Regions from separate parts of the Sminthopsis crassicaudata genome. Here region 2 is linked to region 1. The links are chromatin contacts, called in public Hi-C maps. All regions are on one chromosome and are shown on one strand. Each heading gives the region's core, a stretch centred on a gene start, on an enhancer-like site or on the middle of the called end of the contact. The rest is flanking DNA. Distances are from core to core; before and after follow the strand shown. Region 1 holds the start of OR6Q1 (olfactory receptor family 6 subfamily Q member 1). Region 2 holds the start of LOC141546399 (olfactory receptor 5B21-like).

Region 1 (6,067 bases), core at 2,508-5,007:
CAACCTTGTCTTTTTATCATCCCCATTTTACAATTGAGCCTGAAGCAAATAGGGGTGACACGATTTATACAAGGTCTCATTGCTAGTAAGTATCTAAAGGGACTTGAACTCAGATCTTACAGTCTCAAGATCCAATGCTTTTTCTATTGGACCACCTAGCTGCCTCTGGGCAGTTCTCCCAGGGTGATTTCTCCCTTTTGGCTTCCCTAGCTTCCTTTAAGTCCCAGTTGAAATCCCATCTTCTTGAGGAGCCTTTCCTGATGAACCCCCTTAATGCTAGCGTTCTACTTCAATTAATTCTGATATTCTGTATTTCCTTTGCTTGTACCCAGTTGTTTGGATGTTATTTCCACATTAGTCCATGAGTTTGAGAACTGGGACTATCTTTTATTTTTCTTTTTATATCCAGAGATTAGCACAGTGCCAGGCACATTTATTAGCTGTCTGTGGAAAAGTTGATGATGACAGCAAGGGGGAAAAGAAAAGAAAAGGGGAAAAAAAAAAATCAGACATGATATTCAAATGCTTGTACTGACACCTGGTGGCATAAATAGAGACTGCACTTACTTATTCCAAATAATGCCCCTAGAAGGCACCTGGTTTTGGGTATTATTCTCCCATGAGTCTTTTCTCCTCCAGAGCCTTCATCAGGAACAGATGCATCTATATAAAGGATGCCATCAGTGACAACACCTGTTTCCTCTCCTTTTTCAAATATCTTGAGAATCATCAATGTCTTCAATATTATATCCTCTCTAGTACAAACAGTTGGTATAAATCAATTGTTTTTCCTATCATGCCTTTCTTTAATACCAGTCCTACAGATAGTGTGCAACATATGTGGACTTCTCGGTCTATTCTACTAATGAAATTGGCCAAGAAAGTGTTAGAAATCTTTATAGATCTTTTCCGTTTTCCACTTGTTGCCTCTTTCTGGTTACATCATTACATCCCTTAATTGGGACTTTCAGCAACATTTCTGTAAATTTTGTCCTTTCCACTTCTTATCCCTGTTTTACAAAAACAAGGCTACCAATAACTTTTCACTATCCTGCTCAGGAAGATTTCATAAATGAGTTTATAGTGTAAACTGTGGCTCTCTTTAGCTGCCATATCTCTGATTGAAAACTCCAATGCTTTTAATCAATTCATTGGAGTTACCTGAAAACAGCTGTTTTTTCTACATTTGCCATATAATCTCTCATCTATTTTGTTTAAATGTCCCTTACCCTTGTTCTGTTTTAAACCTGTGAATAAACTCAAATCCTTTTGGTAAAAGGCAGAGAAAATGCAATTTTTAATAAATTAATTTGATGCAAAAATTGTTATCGACTAGTTCTTACACACTCCATCAGGAAATAAAAATTCTTGTGGGCAAGATAATGATAATGAGTATCATTGGCATGTGTTCTGATTCTCAGCTAATAACCTACCTTTGCCCCATCCTGCCATTCAAAAGTGATTTTTGAGGTTTCCTCATCTGTAAAATGGGAGCATTAATAGCACCTACCTCACTAAATTTTTTTGAAGAAAGTGCTTTGTAAGCTTAATGCATCTTAGAAGCATTACACTGTAGACTATTGCGATGTATTTAGTTCCTCTTTAAAAGCAGGCTCCTGTAGTAGAGAGAGACCCGAATTCAAGTCTAACTTCTGATATTTACTAGCCATGTGACTATGGGAAGATCACTTGGGCACATCCCTAGGCTCTAACTACTAAATCATATAGGGGTTGCCATTTGTATTGATGCAGAGAGTTCCCCACACTGTAAAGCTCCCACACTGAGTTGTTTATTATTATTTATTAATTATTACTATTATTAACTTTTACACATTGATCTGAGAGGAGGAAAATTTAAATCATTGCCAATTCACAACTTATCAAAAGTGGAACAAGGAGTTTAAAAGATGCTTAATTTTCTAAAAGTCATGATCTCACATAGTTTGGGAAGAGAAAAGACAAAGGAGCCATCAAGTTGCCCAAAGAAGTTGAAACAAGTCAAGTTGGAAACTTGAAGTTTATCGTATCAATAAGGAGACCAGGCCCTTGAGGAGCTGGCGTACTTCCACTCTGGACAAAATGAGAAGAAAGAAAAAAAGAAGAAGAAGAAAGAAGTGGGGAGATGGGAGAGAAGGGGAAGAAGTAGAAGAAGGGGGAAAGGGAGGTAGATGGGGGGAGAAGGAGAAGAAGACAAAGGCAAAAAAGAAGAAAAAAAATGAAGAAGATTGGCTGACCATTTATTGGATTTGTTGTTCATTTGAAATCAGGAAGACAACTTTGAATTGGCTTCAGGCTTTTATTCGTTGAATGATCCTGGGCAGGTCAAGACTTCTCTCAGTCTCAGTTTACTCATCTGTCCAAATATATCACTGCTTTACCAGGGTAAAGACTATGAAAACCATATAAATGTTAGCTGTTATTATTGTTTGGGATTACTGCTTTAGGAGGTATTCTTATTCTATTATAAATTGGATTACATGGTTTCTAAGATCCTCTGCAGTGCGATAAATCTTTCCTAAAATCTCATAGTATCTTATCTTTAACCCAGGAGAACTAACCTTTCAAGTCAATTAGATTTCCTCATGGTAAGCTGAAAAAAAAATCAGCAAGTTTGAAATCAGAGGAGGAACATGTTCAAATCACACTGCCTGTGTAACTTTGGGCAAATTCATCACTTTCTCTGGGTCTGTTTCTAAATCTGTAAGGGAGATAGAAAGAGGGAATTGGCTTTCATGACCACTTTGGTCTCTTCCAGCTCTAAATGCACAATCCTTTTCTTCAAAAATCTAAACCATTTGTCTATTCATGATCCTTTAAACAATTTGAACGACAAGGCTCTGCCCAGGGCCCCCTTTACCTCCTTGTTTCGGAGGCTATAGATGAGGGGGTTGAGCATGGGTGTGACGATGGAGTAGAACACCGACACGACCTTGTTGAAGTTCATAGAGGTGGGCATCTTGGTTCGGACGTACATGAAGAAAAGCGTCCCATAAAAAAGACTCACGACAGTCAGGTGGGCAGCACAGGTGGAGAAAGCCTTCCGGCGTTCTGCTGCCGAGTGAATGTGCAGCAGAGTCCACACGATGTTGCCATAGGACACAGCGATGACTGTGGAAGAAGCCAGAAGCACAGCCAGTGAGATCAGAAAGTCAGCTTTCTCCTTCAGCGTGACATCAGAGCAGGAGAGTGCCAGCAAGGGAGACGCGTCACAGAAGAAGTGATCAATGACATTGGAGCTACAGAATATGAGCTGGGACATCAGGTAGATGGGCACGATCGGGGTGAGGAAACCCAGCAGCCAGGAGGCAGCAGCCAGACGGATGCACGTACCCCAGGAGACTATGGCCGCATACCGGAGAGGTTCACAGATGGCCACATACCGGTCGTAGGCCATGGCAGCAAGCAGAAAGCACTCTGTGGCACCAAGGAAGGTGAAGATGAAAAGCTGGGACAGACATCCAGAGTAGGAGATGGTCTTGCCTTCAGCTGTCCCAGTGAATCCTGACAGCATCTTGGGCACAGTGACTGTAGTATACCATATTTCTAGGCAAGAAAGGTGGGTTAGAAAGAAGTACATGGGCCTCTGGAGTCTATGGTCTAAGCTCACCACAAGGATAATGGCCAAGTTCTCTGCCATGGTGAACAGGTACATGGCGAGGAAAAGTATGAAGAAGAGATGGCGGGCTTCTTGGACACCAGAAAAGCCCACCATGACAAATTCAGTCACCAGGGTCCAGTTCCCCTTGTAAAGTTGCATCTGGGGGTGGAGATAACGTTGATGAGGCCCAAGCAGAGCTTTCTGTAAGCCTTCACAGTTCTCTATCCCTATGCTTATCTTAGAAGCAGCTACGCAGGTAGGCGGAATCAAGATAACCTGAGTTTAAATCCAGCCTCAGACCTTTACTATCTATTTTATCCAAATTATTTTTCCTCTGTCCAACTTGGTTTCCTCAGCTATAAAATGAAGATGCTAACTGCACTTACTTCACAAAGTTATTCTGAGAATCAAATGAGATAATAGTTGTAAGGCATTTAATATAATTCTTAGCACATAGTAGGTGCTTAATAAGTGCTTATCCTACCTTCCCTTCCTGTTCTATCTAAGAGGGTCAAATTAGGGAAATTCTATGCTTTTCAAGATGTTGTCCAACAAACACTAGCCCATCTAATTAGAAAATACGTTTCTGATGATCCCAAGGGGATGGTCTGATGGCAAGGAGCCAAATTAAAAATGCTCACATGATAGAGATCATATGCAAGTATAGACTATATGGCATTGTAGTCCAGTTGTACACCAAAAAAAAAAAGAAATCTATGTGATATAAAAATAAAGCAAGCCATATCATATTTTAGCATTCTAAACAAAATATATAGATTCTACCTCCAATCATCTGGTTATACAGAGAGCTTCCTTTCCCTTGTCCAAGGGACCACCATCTGTCAGCATGGTCACTGCTCAGGTTATACTGACATTTATGAAAGGACCTGCTATCACTTTGTCATCCTCAGTCTCTCTTCTGAGCTCCAGAGTGGAATCTACAATTACCTCCCTGGATAAACTCAGCATATCCAAAGCAAGTTGATTTTCTTTCCTTTTTTCTTCAGATTTTTTTTCTGTGAGTGACCCCACTATTCATTTACTCTCTTATATTTGTAAACATTGTGGTTGTATTTGCCTATTTCTGTCCTCATGTCTTATTTCCAACAAATGATCAGGTTGGATCCTTCTCTAGAGCCACTCTTAATCATAGGGTCAAAGATTTAGAATTGGAAGGAAATTCAGAGGTCCTCCATTCTAACACCCTCATTTAAAAGCATATTGTAAATAAAGTATACATGCATACATGCATGTATGTGTATGTGTGTGTATATATATATAATAATGAATTTAACAAACAAAAAACATTTATACAAAGCAGAACAGAAAATGAAGTTTATGAGTAAAGCACAAATTTTTATCAACTTTAAAAAGTATATAATAAATTCAGAATGCTATTTTCAAAGCTGGCCTGTTTATCTGTTGCCCATTGAATTATCTTCTGGGTTTTTTTTATATTATTAAAAAATTCTTCAATGACTCCTTTTTCTTTTTCTTATTTTGGGCAACACGATAGCTATTTTCCTTCTCTCCTCTTCAAACCTTACCCCTCATAAAAACAAAACAAAATTCTTGTGACCAATAAGTATAATTAAACAAAACAAATCCATTCATTGGTCACATCCAAAGATGTCTGTCTTTTTCTGCATGTTTCTGTGAACAGATAAAATGCATACTTTATCACTGGACATCTGGAATCTAGGTTGATCTTTGCATTGATCAAAATTTTGAAATCTTTCAAAGTTTCCAATCCCCTTTATTATGTGGATGAAGAATTAGAAGGAAAGGGATGTGCCACTGTGGCATACAATCTCTCCATGGAGAGTCTGCTTCCTACTGCCTACAACCCTTCCCATATCTCTCTCACTCTTTAAACTCCAGCCATCACTAACTAGCTTTTGTCCTGTGGTTCTCCTCCCTTTCATCGCTAAATTTATTAATGAGGATGTAATTAGGTGTCTCCCTGCCTTTTCTTCTCATTTCCTTCTAAACTCTGTGCAGTCTGGGTTCCAGTGTCATTATTTAACTAAAACAGCTTTCTCCAAAGTTATAAGGACCCCTTAATTGCCACATGTTATGGCCTTTTTGACCCCATTGATCATGGTCTTCTGCTTTATACTCTTCTCTCAAGGTTTTCATGCCACTGCTCTCTCCTGGTTCTCCTCTGACCTAAAGTGAGCATCTTCTCAGTCTCCTTTGCTGGACCTTTTCCCAGGTCATGCCCATTAACTCTGGGTATTCACCAGTGCTCTGTCCTGGGCCCTCTTTCTTCTCCCTCTATATTATTTTATTTGGTGATCTCATCATTTCCCATTGGTTAAATTATCATCTCTATGTAGATGATTCTCAAGTCGATTTATCCAACTCTATTTTCTCTCTTGGCCTTCAGTATCAAATAACCCTAAACCTAAACCTTTTGGCTACCTCAAATTCAATATGTCCAAAACAACTCTCAAGGAAAAGATTGGA
Region 2 (6,067 bases), core at 1,322-3,821, 830 kb before region 1:
AATCTCCTGAGGATCAGAGACAACCTGACTTGTCTACACTTCAAATCCCGGTTCAGGGTCTGACAAAGAACATTCCTTTTGCAAAAATTATTATCTTGTTTTTAAAGCCATTTTCTTTTCTTGATCTAAGAAGCATCCTGGGAAGTGGAGATATTTGCCTCTGAGAGCCAAAAGACTCTTTGCTACACATAGATGCCTTTAAATTAAGACCAATTTAAGACCAGTTGTAAATTAATCATCACAAAAAGCTCTCAAATTCTCAGGGATTCAGGTATGTATGTCCTAATAATTAAGTCTTGATGGGCAATAGTTTCAATATAGGTAGGAGGGATGGGAAACTTTCTGGGACAGAGGTTCATAGGTGTGTGCACAAAAATTCCCGGCCCACTCTCAGACAAATAAAGTACAGGTAGAGCATCCCTAAGATAGAGCAAATTTAGGCCCACAAAATATTGGAACAACACTTGGGATTATCCCTCTCCTTTGATTAGGCAAATGGGAGGCTACTATGAGCAGAGGAAGGAAGAAATGACTTTCCCAATGAGCACTAAGAGACCTAAGGGCTCATTTCTGTGATGGGAGCACAGGTAGCAGGGGAATTTTTGTCTTTACATTAGTGCTTATAATATGAAAAGGCCCCAAATTATCCAGAAATTCTTCCACTTTGTGTATTTAAACATTTACTTCTACATGCCGCCATTTCAATAAGGCTCCTAGAATTCTCCAAGAATCAATACCCTGATTTTCTTCTTTCATTTGTTAATTTATTTATTATTTTATTTATAATTTATTAATGAGATACAGTGTGGAAATAATTTAACATCAAGAAATCATAGAGAGTAGCACAGATCAGGGGCCTTTTACATCATGTTGGATGATGATGGGTGTTTGCCTTGGGATAGTTTGCTAAGGTGAATCCGATGCAGAAAAGACTTTTTATTTTTAATTGATTAAATCACAGCAACTTCAGTTAATGTGCTAAAGTAGTCAGTTTCAGCTAAGGAAAATTGATTGATGAGGTGTCCGGAAGAGTCTTGGAAGCCCATATACAATGCATACATTAGCTTCTTAGTTTTCTTGGAATAAAACTCCCATCTAGTATTCCTACCCCATATTTGGGAATAGTGTAAATTTATTATGTGATATCCATTGCTGGTGGGAAGACAGGAGGCATTCTTGAGCTTTTTTAGGCCATGATTAATGAGGAATTTTCTCCCCTACTTATATTTGCCTCACCAAAAAATTACAGTGCATTATATATAAAGAACACTGGGTTGGAAGCTGGATGATCTGACTCCTGTCCCTTAAAAGCTGTGTAACAGTGGGCAAATCCCTTTGTCAGTCTGTCCCTTAGTTTCCTGAGATGTCAAATGGAGATACTATTAGCTATCCTACCTACCCCACAGTTATTATAAGTATTCAACAGGATAATACTAGATATTTTTAGATTCCTTTCTCTTTTCCCATCAAAGGGCTTGCATTGCATATTTCATAGAGACCTTAAAATTCGAGAACCTGTGTTCAATTTTTAATTTTGCTACTTACCAAATCTATTTTTTCTGGGCCAGTTTTTTCTATATTAGAAGAAGGTTTTTCATTGAACAAGGCAATATTTTCTAGCTTTAAATTCTATAAGATTTTATTTATTAGGAACAATGTGACTTGGGCAACCTCCATAAAATAGACCAAAAAATTCCCTGATGCCATTCCACTGAGGGGAGGTTTTCAGGATATAAGGGCCCTGTGGCTACTTCTGTGTATATCCAGTCTTTCACTCTTTTTATGTAAAACTTTAAAATTTCTCTTTCTTTCCTTCCTATCCCACAGTCTTTCTTTCCCTAATGTCCACAAGAATGAATTTTTAAGAATCTCTTTTCTTAGGGGTTCCATCAACCCTCACCTGGACATTTTTCCCTCTTCATTTTACACAGAAAATAATAGCACTCCTTGTGTCTCAGATGTAGGAGCCAGGGGCTCACCTGGAATATAACTCTGGGGAAGCTTCCTCCTCATTCCCTCTGAGGTTTCTTCAAACTGCTTGGGGAGGAAGAGCATTGGCATTATCAAAGTGAAGAAGCACCATTATGTGTCACTTCAGATATTAGCATGTCCTGGCAATCTTCAGTCGAGCTGGTTGAGTACGGGCAGGGAAGAAGTTTACTCTGGGATGCCCTTGCTTTGTTCCTTTTACATTTACACCATGCTCTCACCCTGCTTATATCTCTAATTCTAACCATAACTCTTAATCTGATCAACATACTTCCCAGACGGATGAACAGAATCAGAATGAACAGAATGTAGACCACTTTAAATCAACCATTTATTATATAAAGGCACTTGGTATTTATACCTTTTTTCTTGCTATTATATTTTACCTACTTTATGTAGATTTTGTATATATTCATGTGCTTACAGTAGAATGCGAGAATAAGTCAGGGACTGGTTGGTTTTTGTTTCTGTGTCTCTAGCACAAAGCACAGTGCCTGACACATAGTAGGTGTGCAATAATTGCATCCCTATTTCATCAGCACCGTTTTTTTCCTCCCACAGGTAAGAAGCAGCAGACTTTCATGGGAAACAGTACTGAAGTGACAGAGTTCATTCTCTTGGGTCTGACAGATGACCCCAAACTCCACCTCCCCCTTTTCTTGGTATTTTTGTTTATCTATCTCTTCACTCTTGTAGGAAACTTGGGGATGATAGTGCTGATCCACTGGGACTCCCGCCTCCACACGCCCATGTACTTTTTCCTCAGTAATCTTTCTCTGGTGGATCTGGGTTACTCTTCGGCCGTAGCCCCCAAAGTGGTGGCCACTCTCTCCTCCGGGAACAAGGCCATCTCCTACTCGGAATGCGCCGCTCAGTTCTTTTTCTTTGTTGGTTTTGCCACTGTGGAATGCTACCTCCTGGCTTCCATGGCCTATGACCGCCATGCAGCCGTGTGCAAGCCCCTGCATTACGCCAGCACCATGACAGTCCCTGTGTGCATTTGTCTGGTGACCGGCTCCTACGTCTGCGGTTTTGTGAACGCCTCCATCCATGCAGGAGACACCTTCAGCCTCTCCTTCTGCGGCTCCAATGTGGTCCATCACTTTTTCTGCGACATCCCCCCGCTCCTGGCTCTCTCCTGCTCCGACACTCACACCAGCGAGCTGGTGGTCTTCTTCGTGGTCGGCTTTAACGTTTTCTTTACTCTCCTGGTCATTCTGATCTCCTACCTGTTCATTTTTATCGCCATTCTAAGGATGAAGTCAGCCGAGGGCCGCCAGAAAGCCTTCTCCACCTGTACCTCCCATCTGACCGCTGTCTCCATCTTCTACGGGACAATCATCTTCATGTATTTACAGCCTGGCTCCAGCCACTCCATGGACACTGACAAAATAGCCTCAGTCTTTTACACAGTGGTGATTCCCATGCTGAACCCCCTGATCTACAGCCTGAGGAACAAGGAAGTCAAAAATGCCCTCGGCAAAATGGCCAAACAGATGAGGTTTTCTAGGAATGTCTAAACTTTCCAGAAAACACTGCCAGGTGGCTATGACTGAATGAGCCCATTTGTTCCTCTCTAATTGGTCTTTGAGTTCCCTGATAGTTCTAGATCAGATGATTCTATGACTCTTGGGGTGTGAACTCAATGAAAGAAGAAGAATTTCCTCCACTATCATAGATTTGTAAATCATAATCAGTCTAAGACTCAGTAGTTAAATCCCAGTGAAAAGTTTATGTGTGTGTGTGTATATATGTATATATATATATATTTATATACTATATATATATTTATATACTATATACACACATTTATATATACTATATACATACACATATATGCTTATGCACAGAGAGGCACACATATACATAAGCATATATCTATATCCACTCACCCATCCATCTATCCATCTATTTATCTCTCTATCTCTCTCTCTCTCTATCTATCTATCTATGTTAGCTATTGGTCCCCAGGGTTGTTGTAAGGATCAAATGAGATTTTATATATATGTATATATATTATATATCCATAATATTATATATATTATAAATTCATAATATATATAATATATGTATCTATCTATATAATATGTGATACTGTACAACAGGGGTTCTCAAACTTTAGCCCGTGGGCCACATGCGGCCTGCTGAGGACGTTTATGCGCCCGCCGGGTTATGGCAAATGGGCCGAGGGGCGGAGACAGAGCGTGAGCTTTTGTTTTTACTCTAGTCCGGCCTCCCACAGTCTGAGGGACAGGGAACTGGCCCCTATTTAAAAAGTCTGAGGACCCCTGCTGTACAATATATAATTTCATGTGGGATTACATGTTACTAAAGATATATCATCCAATATATAATCATCGATAATTATATATCACATGTTACAATATCATATAATAGATATAAAATCTCATGTCTCCCTCATTCGATCCTCATATTATTACATATATACATATATATATGTGTTTACATAGATAATATAGGCAGATAGTAGTTTACAAACTTTAAAGTGTGATGTAAATGCTAATTATTATTTTTAGAGAAGAAACATTGATCATTGCTTTTCCTCCATGACCCTAATATATCTAATCTTCTCAAAGAAACATAATTAACTTTTTTCCTCTCTTGGAAGGCTCCGAGTTTGCCATTTTTTTATGAACTTCTGGCATTGCTTTTTACCCAGAATATAAGGGAAAGCTCTTCTACTTGTACTTTCAGTACAAATTTTCAGCTGAATAAATATAAACTCTCCCAGGCCTTTATGCTTCTGCAGACAGATTTAGCAAAACTGTCTAAGAATCATTCCCCAGGGAAGTATCTGAGGTTACATCCTTCCCACAAACCTGTGAGCTCACACCACCTAGAATTAGCCAGTCCTATTCCACATGCACACGGCAGCTTGTGGGACTCTCTCTGGCTCCATTCATCAAGAATCGTGTTCATTTCTGGATCCTTGCTGCATCTTGATGTTATCTGCTCTCTCTAATTTACTGCTACCAGGAAGCAGAGGACAGCTTAGAAAAGTATCGGCCTATTAAGCTAGTAATAACTTGGTGATTTAATTCCCAAATCCCGCTACTTCTCTGGTTTTATATTTGAAAGAGTGTGGGTACATGTGTTGGGAGAAGTAATGCTGAATTTTGTATCTCATTAATCAAATGATGGAGTTGTTAGTTCCAATTTAGCTCTTAACTCCAAATATTTGGTGATTTCAACAGCAGATAAATAGATTAACTCTTATTTTTAACTGCACATAGCCATGAGAAACCACTTAGGTGTCTGATGACACAGAGAAAGGAATCAAAGACTGTCTTAGTTTTGACTCTCATCTCTTCCATTAATAGTTGTATATCTTTCGGAAAGACCTTTAACCTCTCTGAGACTCAATATCCTCTTCAGCTCAGAGAACAAGGATGATACCTGCCTTACCTACCTGCCCTACAGGATGGGAATAAGGGTTAAAAAACAAATATAGGCAAAGCATTTCATACTTTTTTTCTTCTTGTTGAGAATGGGTCTCCATCAGTAGCCTTTTTAAAAAGGCTAACACAAAGTAAACGCTTTCAATAATGGGGTTTTTAAAAGCCCTTCTGCTGTAGGAGGACATCCAAGAGAGAATAGATCCTTTGGGATTAAGCAGCAGTTTCAGGAAGGAGCCTTTATTGTCAGTCACCATCCAAGAACCTTTAAGGAGTGTGTTCATGGAAGTTACAGCTTTTAGCATGTGGCTTTGCATATTTAATTCTACAGTCCAGCACAGGCTCTTTCTCAGGTCCATTAAGCGAAGTGCACAGAAGTTATTTTATCACAGGTATAAGTTTTAGCTTGGGAATCTCCTACATTTATGAAGTAGTGCAATGGCCAGTCAGCCAACAAGCATTTATTAAACACATGCTACGTATGAGTACTGGGAATATAAAGAAAAACAAAAACAGGATCCATGTCCTCAGAGAAGTTCCTGTTCAAAAGGGGGAGACAAAATACAAATAAAAATAATATTTGTATAGTATAAATGAGAGGTAATGGCAGAAGGAGGATACTAGCAAGAGAAGAAAGTGGGAAAAGGCCCCTTACAGAAGGT

Evidence for each region. A called contact is a pair of places that touch in the nucleus more often than the background predicts.
Region 2: a Hi-C map of hippocampus shows a contact between it and region 1, with 3 times the contacts expected there. The contact joins the promoter of LOC141546399 here to the promoter of OR6Q1 in region 1. A contact is called at or near these places in 2 of 2 Hi-C or Micro-C datasets (fibroblasts and hippocampus).

The regions. Positions count from the first base shown.
Region 1 is chr6:244,089,432-244,095,498 of ASM4859323v1, reverse strand. It overlaps OR6Q1 (olfactory receptor family 6 subfamily Q member 1), which reads right to left and starts at 3,757. Exons shown (of 1, transcript XM_074272610.1): 1 at 2,804-3,757. The coding sequence starts at 3,757. The coding sequence ends at 2,804.
Region 2 is chr6:244,921,972-244,928,038 of ASM4859323v1, reverse strand. It overlaps LOC141546399 (olfactory receptor 5B21-like), which reads left to right and starts at 2,571. Exons shown (of 1, transcript XM_074274183.1): 1 at 2,571-3,509. The coding sequence starts at 2,571. The coding sequence ends at 3,509.